Regions from separate parts of the Gossypium hirsutum genome. Here region 2 is linked to region 1. Evidence: chromatin contacts called from public Hi-C data. All regions are on one chromosome and are shown on one strand. The core of a region is the stretch at or near the end of the contact, and the rest is flanking DNA. Distances in the headings are between cores, read along the strand shown.

Region 1 (4,654 bases), core at 202-2,701:
TGCATTTCACTTGTCGAGAAAAAAATTAACCGCTCAATTTCCTAAAACCAAATCTTGGCTTTGTTGGCGGTAGCACTAACCTCCGAGTTGGTTGCTGGTTGCAGCCTCTTCAACAACATTCTTTGATTTTTGTTTACGTTTCCGTTTCAGTTCATTCAATTATCTTCAAGAGCTATGATGATTATTGTTACAGTCCACTCTTTTTTTTCTTTTTTGAAAAAAGTGATGATTTTAGTTTTAGATTTTAATTTTTAGTTTTTTTTTTTGGGCCAAAAGAAAAAAAATTATTAATAAAGATGGAATGCATAGACCAGTGAAATAAAAAAAAAACAGTGCCTCAAACAATAACAGCTAAATTAACTAAGCAACACTTACTTGTTAAGTTTTAGGGTAAAAAATTACATTATTTATTTTCTTTTTTCACGGTTAACATAATGAGACTAAATGAATAATAATTTTTAAATTCAGGTATGAAAGTAAATAAAAAAAATTTCAAGAACCTACTTATCAAATTGGAGGCCAAAAATTGATGATCCCTTTAAAAAAGTTGTATCGGCTCCTATAATAATACTATTACCGACTCCTCCAATATATTAATTAATGTGAAGAATTTGATTGAAGCTATATATTTTACTAACAAAAGCAAATTGGCCCAGCAACAATTTTATCTTTTATGTGTTGGATTTTTTCAATTTCGACCAGCCTTCACCAAATTTGACTTTTTTTTTTCTGGTTGCCAGCATTTCTGCTGTTTCTCTGACGCTCTAAACACTGCCAGGTTTTTCTGTGCAGCCGGCAATTGCATTTTACTGACCGTTTCTTTAAGATTTTTATAAAAAAAAAAATTGGGTTGATAAAATATTTTTAGTATATAACCTATAAAGTTAATTTTCGGTAATAAATTTTAATTTAAAAAATGATGTCACACATTTTTATAACCTTTTAATTTTGATAGTAAATTTACAAAAAAAAAAACCTTCACTTGTGGTGTATGATATAACAAAATAAAAGTCAGTATTTTATATTATTTTTCTAATACATAAAAGGTATGTGTTATCTTATTAGCTTAGTTCCCACTTTCATGAAATAAACATTAATGGAAACGAAAAGACAAAAAAAATAAAATAAAATAAAATAATAGGAAAGGAACAAACCAAATCTCAAAACAAGGTAATGGGATGGTCTGTTTTTGTTTTGTTTATTTCCTTACAACACAACGCATAATAAGGCGAGAATCTCGCGGGAGGCAAACCCATCATTCTTCATCTTCTTCTTCTTCTTCATGAAAACAGAACACAAGGCATGTAATCATAGATAAAAAAGTTAAATCTTAATATTTATACACACGTGTCAAAAAGGTGGACCCACACGGTTTTTGGGGAGGGGATACAGTCAAAGACATATTGTCAGTGTCAGAACCAATAGGAAGAAGAGAGAGAGTGGCAAAATCATTTAGCAATCCATTGCTTTATGATTGACGTGTCGCTGACAGTGCTGTCAGCGTAGCAGCAGTATGAAAACAGTAGCAGAAACAGCAAAAGCTCTGTGGAGCAGTTCAATACGTACCTGCTTAGCATGGGATTTGGCTTTATCTTCTGCTTTTTGCATGGACAGGTGAATGACTGAATACCCACTTGCTTGCTTCACATTATAATAATTATTATATTAATATCGTTTTTTAAAAAAATTATCACTTAAAACTAGGAAATTTCAAATCCCCAGCAGCAGCAGCAGGAGGCCAGGCCCAGTCGTGTGCACTGCGCTGTGCTGTGACCTTTGCCTTCCAATTCAATAAAGGCAAGTCAAGGGTTTTTTCTTTTCTTTTCTTTTTTGAGTTTAAATTTGTAACATGATGTAATTTGTTTTAAGTTATTAGTTTGTTAATTAATTAAATCTTTATAGTGACCATAATAAACATAATAAATTTTATTGAAATAATTAATTTTCAAGTTTCGAAAATTAATTGACTTGCAATATATTTTTAGATGGTATCTAAATATTTTTGGGTCAAAATGTCTCTTACCTGGTAAAAAAGCTATCTCTTAGTTTTTTTAAAAACACACTTTGAATCACTTCATTTTAAGTTCGTAAGCTCAATATTATTGTTTTAGTGTAGACTGCGCAAGTAGAAAAATTTTGAACAGAACTATTACTAAAATTACGAGTTTTAGACTTTGTTTCGTATTTAATTCATATTGGGATATATTTTAAGGCTTAATTTTGATTATATATAAGTCCAATATTGTATTTCTTATGTTTTATATCTTTTGTATTTATTTATTCCGAATTTTATGATAGTTTTAAGTATTTTAACTTCTTTAGAAGTTTTATCTTTTTTAATTAACAAGAAAGTTTAGTTTAACTAGAATTACTTTCTACTTAGCTAATTAAATTAGGAGTTTGTTTTTCATTAAATCTACAAATAAAAAGGCACTTTCATTATTTATTATGTATGACAATTTTTAATTATTTGATTAATAAAAGCCATCTTTGAAGTATTTGATTTTGCAAGATTAAATTCTTATTTTTCTTCAGAAAATTCTTTTTACTTAATCTTCTCCTAGATTTTGGGAGAAGTTCTTCACACTTCATATTGCCAATAATTCATTCTTGGAGGGTCATTTAGAGCTATTAATTGGGTTTGTCGAACACTTATCCTCCTATTCCGCATTCCATGGATTTTATCTTTCCATCAATTTTCAATTGTCTTATTTTATTTTATCATTATTACTTGTGTTTCTCCTCTTCTCTTTGTTGTTTCAGGTCCTAAAATGCCCTTGCTTGCTATCCAAGCTGTAAGAATCGGTTTAGAGCCTCCTGAGTAAGAAACGGGTCTTATAAAGCTCAAAACAACTTTGAATCATCTTTGAACTTTTGGGATTTGTGTAGACACTACCTCATATAAACATAAGTGTTCTACTTATGATCTAACTAAAAATGATCCATGACTAAATCATATTATGGAAAAGATTCAGTAGTGTTAGTAAAGGCTAAGGTTTCTGAATCTTAAGTACTCAGGTTTGAATCATACTATGTGTATTTATGCATATATAGGTTCTCAAAATAGATTTTTTTCTAGATTTAAGTCCCGCCATTTGTGTTTTTTTTTTTGTCTAGATTTAGTCTAATCCAAGTCCAAATTTATGTTGCTTATCAATTTATCCATTTGTGTTTTTGTAATAGTTTGGTACTATGCATTCATTGAAAAAAAATCCAAGTCTATAACAATCCGAGCCCAAGAAAATTCAAATCCAAGCTAATCCAAGACTGAGCTCAAACCTAAGATAGATCTTATTTAAAACCTGAAAAGCCAAATTTATAACTAAATAGTAATTAATATAATTATATGATAATATTTAAAATATAGATGAACAAGTGATAATTATTTAACATATTCTTTGGTATTCTCCATGTCTATTTTGGAGCCCATGGTCGAGGTTCAAGGTTGCCTCTTCAACAATGTTGTCTTCAATGTTTGAATCTGTTTACCCTTGTCAATGCAATATGCCTTGCCATTACACCCAACACTTGTTGGAATAATTATTTAATTTATGATAATGTATTTATAAATATAATATAACTATATTGAAATTTTATTCTTAATAATAAATCTTTATTTAAATTATAAACTAAAATAAATTTTAAAAACTTTAATTATGAATATAAAATATTTTGTAATACAATGTATTATAAATATATAAAAAATTAATTTTATAAATTTCATGAATGATTAAACATGATTTATTATGTAACATGATAATATAATTAAGGTCAAAATATGTTATTAGTCCTTATACTTTTATAGAACTTAAGATTTAGTTTATACACTTTAAAAGTTAAAAATTCAATCCTCCTATTTTTTTCAAATTAAAAATTTTAGTTCAATCATTCATGTTATTGGTAGTTTTTGTGAGTATGTGTCAACTTAATATGCTTATTTCCCATCAATCGTATACCACATCATATTAGAGAACCCTAATTAATATGCCTTGGTGACAAATTTTGACAAAAAAGTAATACTAACAATATTAACTATTGGACTAAGATTTTTAAATTATAAAAATATGACTTAATTTTCAAGTACAATGACTAAATATCAATTTTTTATTAAAGTACAAGGAGTAACAACTTATTTTAACCTATAATTAATAAAATATATTTTTCATAATTAGGGTGGGGATGGTGTTGCTTGGTATTGAATCTAAACTCTTATGCCATGGTTGGCACTAATAAATTAATTTTAAATCATATTTATCTTAATAAAAACATTATTTGTAATTTAGATTTTAGGTTAATTTTAATTTTTTTACTATTTACTATTTAATGTTTATGGATTTGGGTTTATTTTGGATTTGTATTTTAAATTATATTTGTTTGAGTTTGTGCTTTAGAGAATAAATTTGGGTTTGGGTAAAATATTTTTGAGTTGAGATTGGATATAAATTAATTTTAATAGGGTATCTCCAACTAGCTCAAAATTAGAATCAATTTAATCAAACTAATTGATTAAATAGACTCAGTTAGGATTAATTAACTTCTGCTCACCTATAAGGTTTTAGGGTTTATAAATTTAATAAAATATTTTTTTAATAGTCAATAATTGATAATATAATAAATAATATTTTTATTAGTTCAAAAAAGTATGTATAAAATA
Region 2 (4,388 bases), core at 391-2,890, 37 kb before region 1:
TGTTTGTTGTATCTTTTTTTTTCTTGGATTGTATGATCCTATTCATGACAAAAATGAATAAATTTTCCTTTTAAAAAATTGAATCATAGATGAAGTGGTAAAGTACTCATGAGTAAATTTTTATCAATCTTCGTTTTAATTCCTAACACTTGGTTTTTAGTTGTTTTATTTAACCATTTCATATAAAATTAGTAAAGGACAAAAATACCACTATAACAAAGTCTCTATATTATTAGATTATGGTATGCCTATGGTGAGCGTGAAAAAACTTTATATAACAAATATATATTATCTTGATTGTATCGAGCATTGGTTAACTCTCTTGTCAAGCACTCATGTGACACGAATTCAATTATTCCTCAACTTCAATATTGTATCAAAACAAATATATTTATTAAAATTTTATATAAAAGTTTAATATTCATATAGTTATTTTTTTATAAGAAAGGAAATAAACAGCAGCCCATTCCGACAGGCGAGTGTCTTCTCTCATATCAACTTGTATGAGTCCACGAGTCTCGATCGGAGCCTCCATAATTTTTATTGATTTATAAGAAATAAATATTTTCATAACAATAGAATTTATTTTATAAAAAAAATGATTTTTAATAATTTCTTAACTAATTATTAAATGAATTAAAAGCTTTATTAGGAGAGATATAGTAAAAACAAGATGTTTTGAAGTCCTGTTATCACTCTTAATTGCTACCCTCAACTAACAACCTGTTGATATATATTTCATCTTCCACTTAAAAGAGAGAGAGAGAGCCTTTAATGTGCAATAATGCAAGTACGTAGTATTCATTCATATTATTATTTTCTACATTTTCCTCTTATCGAGCTGCTAATACTTGTGAAATGTCTCGTATTCTTTAGCCCCCAACTATTAATATAGGCAGAGTAGCAGAGTATGAAGATTCAAAATTGACCCAGACACACAGACATTCACTGCACTATTTGCCTTGCTATTGCGTATAGCAGTAGTAGAGTAGGCAGTGCCCATTCCAATGCCCTAAACAAGGACCATATTCAATGACATGGTCGTATAAAAGATTTAAAATGGTTAATAAAAAAGCAGACTCAGTCAGTCAGTCAGTCAGTCAGTCACTCACCCCCCACCTAAAAGCATAAATAAGGTAGATGTTTCGAAATTCAAAGAGAAGGAAAAAAGAAAAAGAAGGGGTGGGTATAGGTGAGAAATAAACAGCAAGTAGAGTATAAAGACAGAGAGAAGCGGACAGCAAATAAACAAGTACCGTAGCAATGGAACAAATAAGAGTATAAGGCTATTCAAACACCCCCCCCCAAAAAAAAAAACCTCATCAGCATAGGTAGGTAGATAGGGAAGAGAGGCCGTACTCATGGGGAGGGCTGTTTTTTTGTTTTTTTGGGGTTTTGTGGTCAGTCTCAGATCACCAATTTCACCCATTCATTAATAAAACCATAACTGCATTGCACTGAGCACCACTGTCATATGCACATATATTCACAAATATACAGTCCACAGAATGTCAAAACAATTATTTTATCATCATTACACTATCATTCTCCGTCCACGACCTTCTTACACGTGTCAAAATCAAGCTGGTTTGATGTGGTCGATTCAAGAGGCTGCCTGCCATCCGATTTATTCATTGATTGGGCAACTCGATAGCTCTTTTTGCATGAAAAAGTTACAGTGAGTATGAACCAAAGGAGAGGAGGGGGGAGGGACCATGTTTTTACCATACGGCCTCAGGGAATGCTATATTCATTCATGCAATAAAACCTCTTTTAATTTAACAAAATTCTCCTGCCCCACAAATAGAATTTTTTTTCCATGTGGCAATTAGCTTGCTAAAACTAAAAACAGTGCAAAAGATAAATAAAATTTTGTCGATTAAATTACTAAGTAATCTCTTTGATTATTTTTTTCTTAATTACACTTAGAAAAATGTTTTTATTCTTTTGTATATATATTTGCAGTTCTTATACATATCTTTCTTTTATCTGTATAAATTTCTTAATAAAATCATGCAAATATCCATTCAAACCTCAATAGATTTCAATGCAAATCAGCAAAACATCCACCAGGCTGAAGTCAGACAATTTTTAAGGGCTGAAATTAAATTGTAATTTTTACTATAGTAAAAATACAATTCCACCATTTTAATAGTCTATATCTTTCTAATTTTTAAAAGATTAAATCAATTTTTTTTCATTTTTTGGGGAGCCAAACTGTAATTTTACCTTTACTAATTTAAAATTTTAAAAATTTTAAAGGGTCTAAATAGAAAATTTTCCATTTTAGAGGAAGTGGTCCCCTGCTAGCCCCCTACGCCCTGCACCAAACCTTTTTTTTTTACATAATTAGGTTATATTTAAATAAAAATATGCTATAAGTCACTGTACTCTTCGTAAATTTAGAATTTAATTATTGTATTTTTTATATTTTAAAATTCAAGTCTAACTGTGAATACTGTTAAAATTATTTTGTTAAATTATGGTTCATTACAATTCTATTTTTTAAATTAGAATGCTACCAAGAGTTTTTTTTTTTAGTTTAAAATGTCACACCAACAAATTTGATAAAAAAAATAGTCTTAACAATTGAACCTAGATTTTGAAATCTGAAAAATAGAGGAATAAATTCTTGAAAATAAAAGTATAATGATTAAATTTCAAATTTGTGAAGAGTATAGGGACCTATGACATATTTTAACCTTGAATTTAATACAAGACAAAACCCAAAATTCTTTTATATTTGGGATATATCTCATAACTATACATGAACTATGGTTGAATGTGCAATTGTATACATGAACTTTGGTTTTGATCAAATTCTTATAAATTATTAACACAATTATTGACATAACATCATTTTATATTTATATATTGCATACATAAATAATTATATTTATTCAATATAAAAAATAAATTGATATATTTACTTCTTTAAATGTGTATGATTAAATCAAAATTAAAGTTTCAAGTATGCATTTGAACCACAATTAGATTTTCACATGTATAGTTGCACCAAATTAAAATTCATGCATACAATGGCACATTCAATCAGAGTTCATGTATAATTTTGAGATTTATCCCTTTATATTTATATGTAAAGTGGGTGAAAGTAGCATAAAAGCCCCTGCAGTGCATCTTAGATTACAATTTGGCCCCTGATGCTTGTAGCAAAATGGTCCCCGCCATAATATTGAACTTATACGCTGTTATGGATTAAATGATGTGTAAAAAATTTATTAAAAACTGCACATTGCGAAGAACCCTATCTCGGGATTTGCTATCCCCAAATCACTCTGTAGACTTTGGAACGATTGTTTTGTTTTGTTACATTGTCATGAGAAATTCAGACAGATTTCTTCTTCTTCGTTTCGAATCTAATTTGCTGTTTTTCGTTCTTTGAAATTCTTTTAGCGCTAATTATCTGTTTTTTCAATAATTAAATTAATTTTTTTATATTTTAAACAATTTTGCCTCATATCATTACCTAAAATCCAATTAATAAATGATAAATAAATTAGCAAAGTAAAAAAAATCCTTTATTATGATAATTTCACACAGAAATGGACTTTGAAATTATGAGACTAGACACCATATAATTGCTTGAATTCAAACTAATTACCTAAATTTCAATACTTAAATCCTTTAATTTATTTGTATTTTCTCTTAAACACTTCATTGGAAATTATGCTGTACATAAATTTAATGGATTTAGAAATACAAAGGAAACGCAAGGCATTTCGGATAAACTTTCTTCCTTTTTATTGCGCACAACAATCAGAAAATATTATTCCTACTATATTATACCTTTTCCTCAAATTCAATCATTTATATTGTACTTTTGAATGATTCTAAATTAGAATCAATCTAAATGACCCAAATTTTAGACCAATCACAAAGCTTCACTGTTAAATTAAAATTATTGGTATAATTATTATTTTTAGTTAATTAAGAGATAAATAATAAAAATTTTATATTATCACTAATTAAATTAAATTAATTATTTGATAATATTAATAATTATTTTATCTCTAATTAATTATATTAATAAGAGATGAGTAATAAATAAAGAAGTTTAAATTCTTATAAACAAACCAAATAAAGTAGTTAAATTCTACTATAACTTTTTTTTATTCAAGTAGTTGGCATTATAAAAAGAGGTCATTCTACATACACACAAGTACAAGAAGCCTAGAAGATCTCTTGAGAGATCTCTAAAAAAGTTGAAGGACTTAAAATTCTAAAGAATGTTGCATTGGTTCTTAAGAAAGCCCTCCTTTCAATCTAGTACAACCGTGGAGGGGGAGATAAAAGTTGTTTTTTAGGAAAGCCGTCTTTCAATCCAAATCAACTGAATAAAGGAGGTCCAAACCTATTTCAAGAGCTAG

The links. Hi-C and Micro-C count contacts between places; a contact is called where the count stands out from the background.
Region 2: a Hi-C map of leaf shows a contact between it and region 1, with 2.4 times the contacts expected there. The contact joins two enhancer-like sites. A contact is called at or near these places in 5 of 34 Hi-C or Micro-C datasets (callus and leaf).

What each region holds. Positions count from the first base shown.
Region 1 is chrD08:55,867,913-55,872,566 of Gossypium_hirsutum_v2.1, reverse strand. No RefSeq gene overlaps it. Among protein-coding and RNA genes, the nearest start is that of LOC107930641, 13 kb to the right of the region's middle. Within about 2 kb of position 1,451, at least 7 of the 9 cell types and tissues checked have an H3K27ac peak or open chromatin away from gene starts, as enhancers often do. A contact at or near this core is called in leaf, where this site is marked.
Region 2 is chrD08:55,905,618-55,910,005 of Gossypium_hirsutum_v2.1, reverse strand. No RefSeq gene overlaps it. Among protein-coding and RNA genes, the nearest start is that of LOC121219874, 6.6 kb to the left of the region's middle. Within about 2 kb of position 1,640, at least 1 of the 9 cell types and tissues checked has an H3K27ac peak or open chromatin away from gene starts, as enhancers often do. A contact at or near this core is called in leaf, where this site is marked.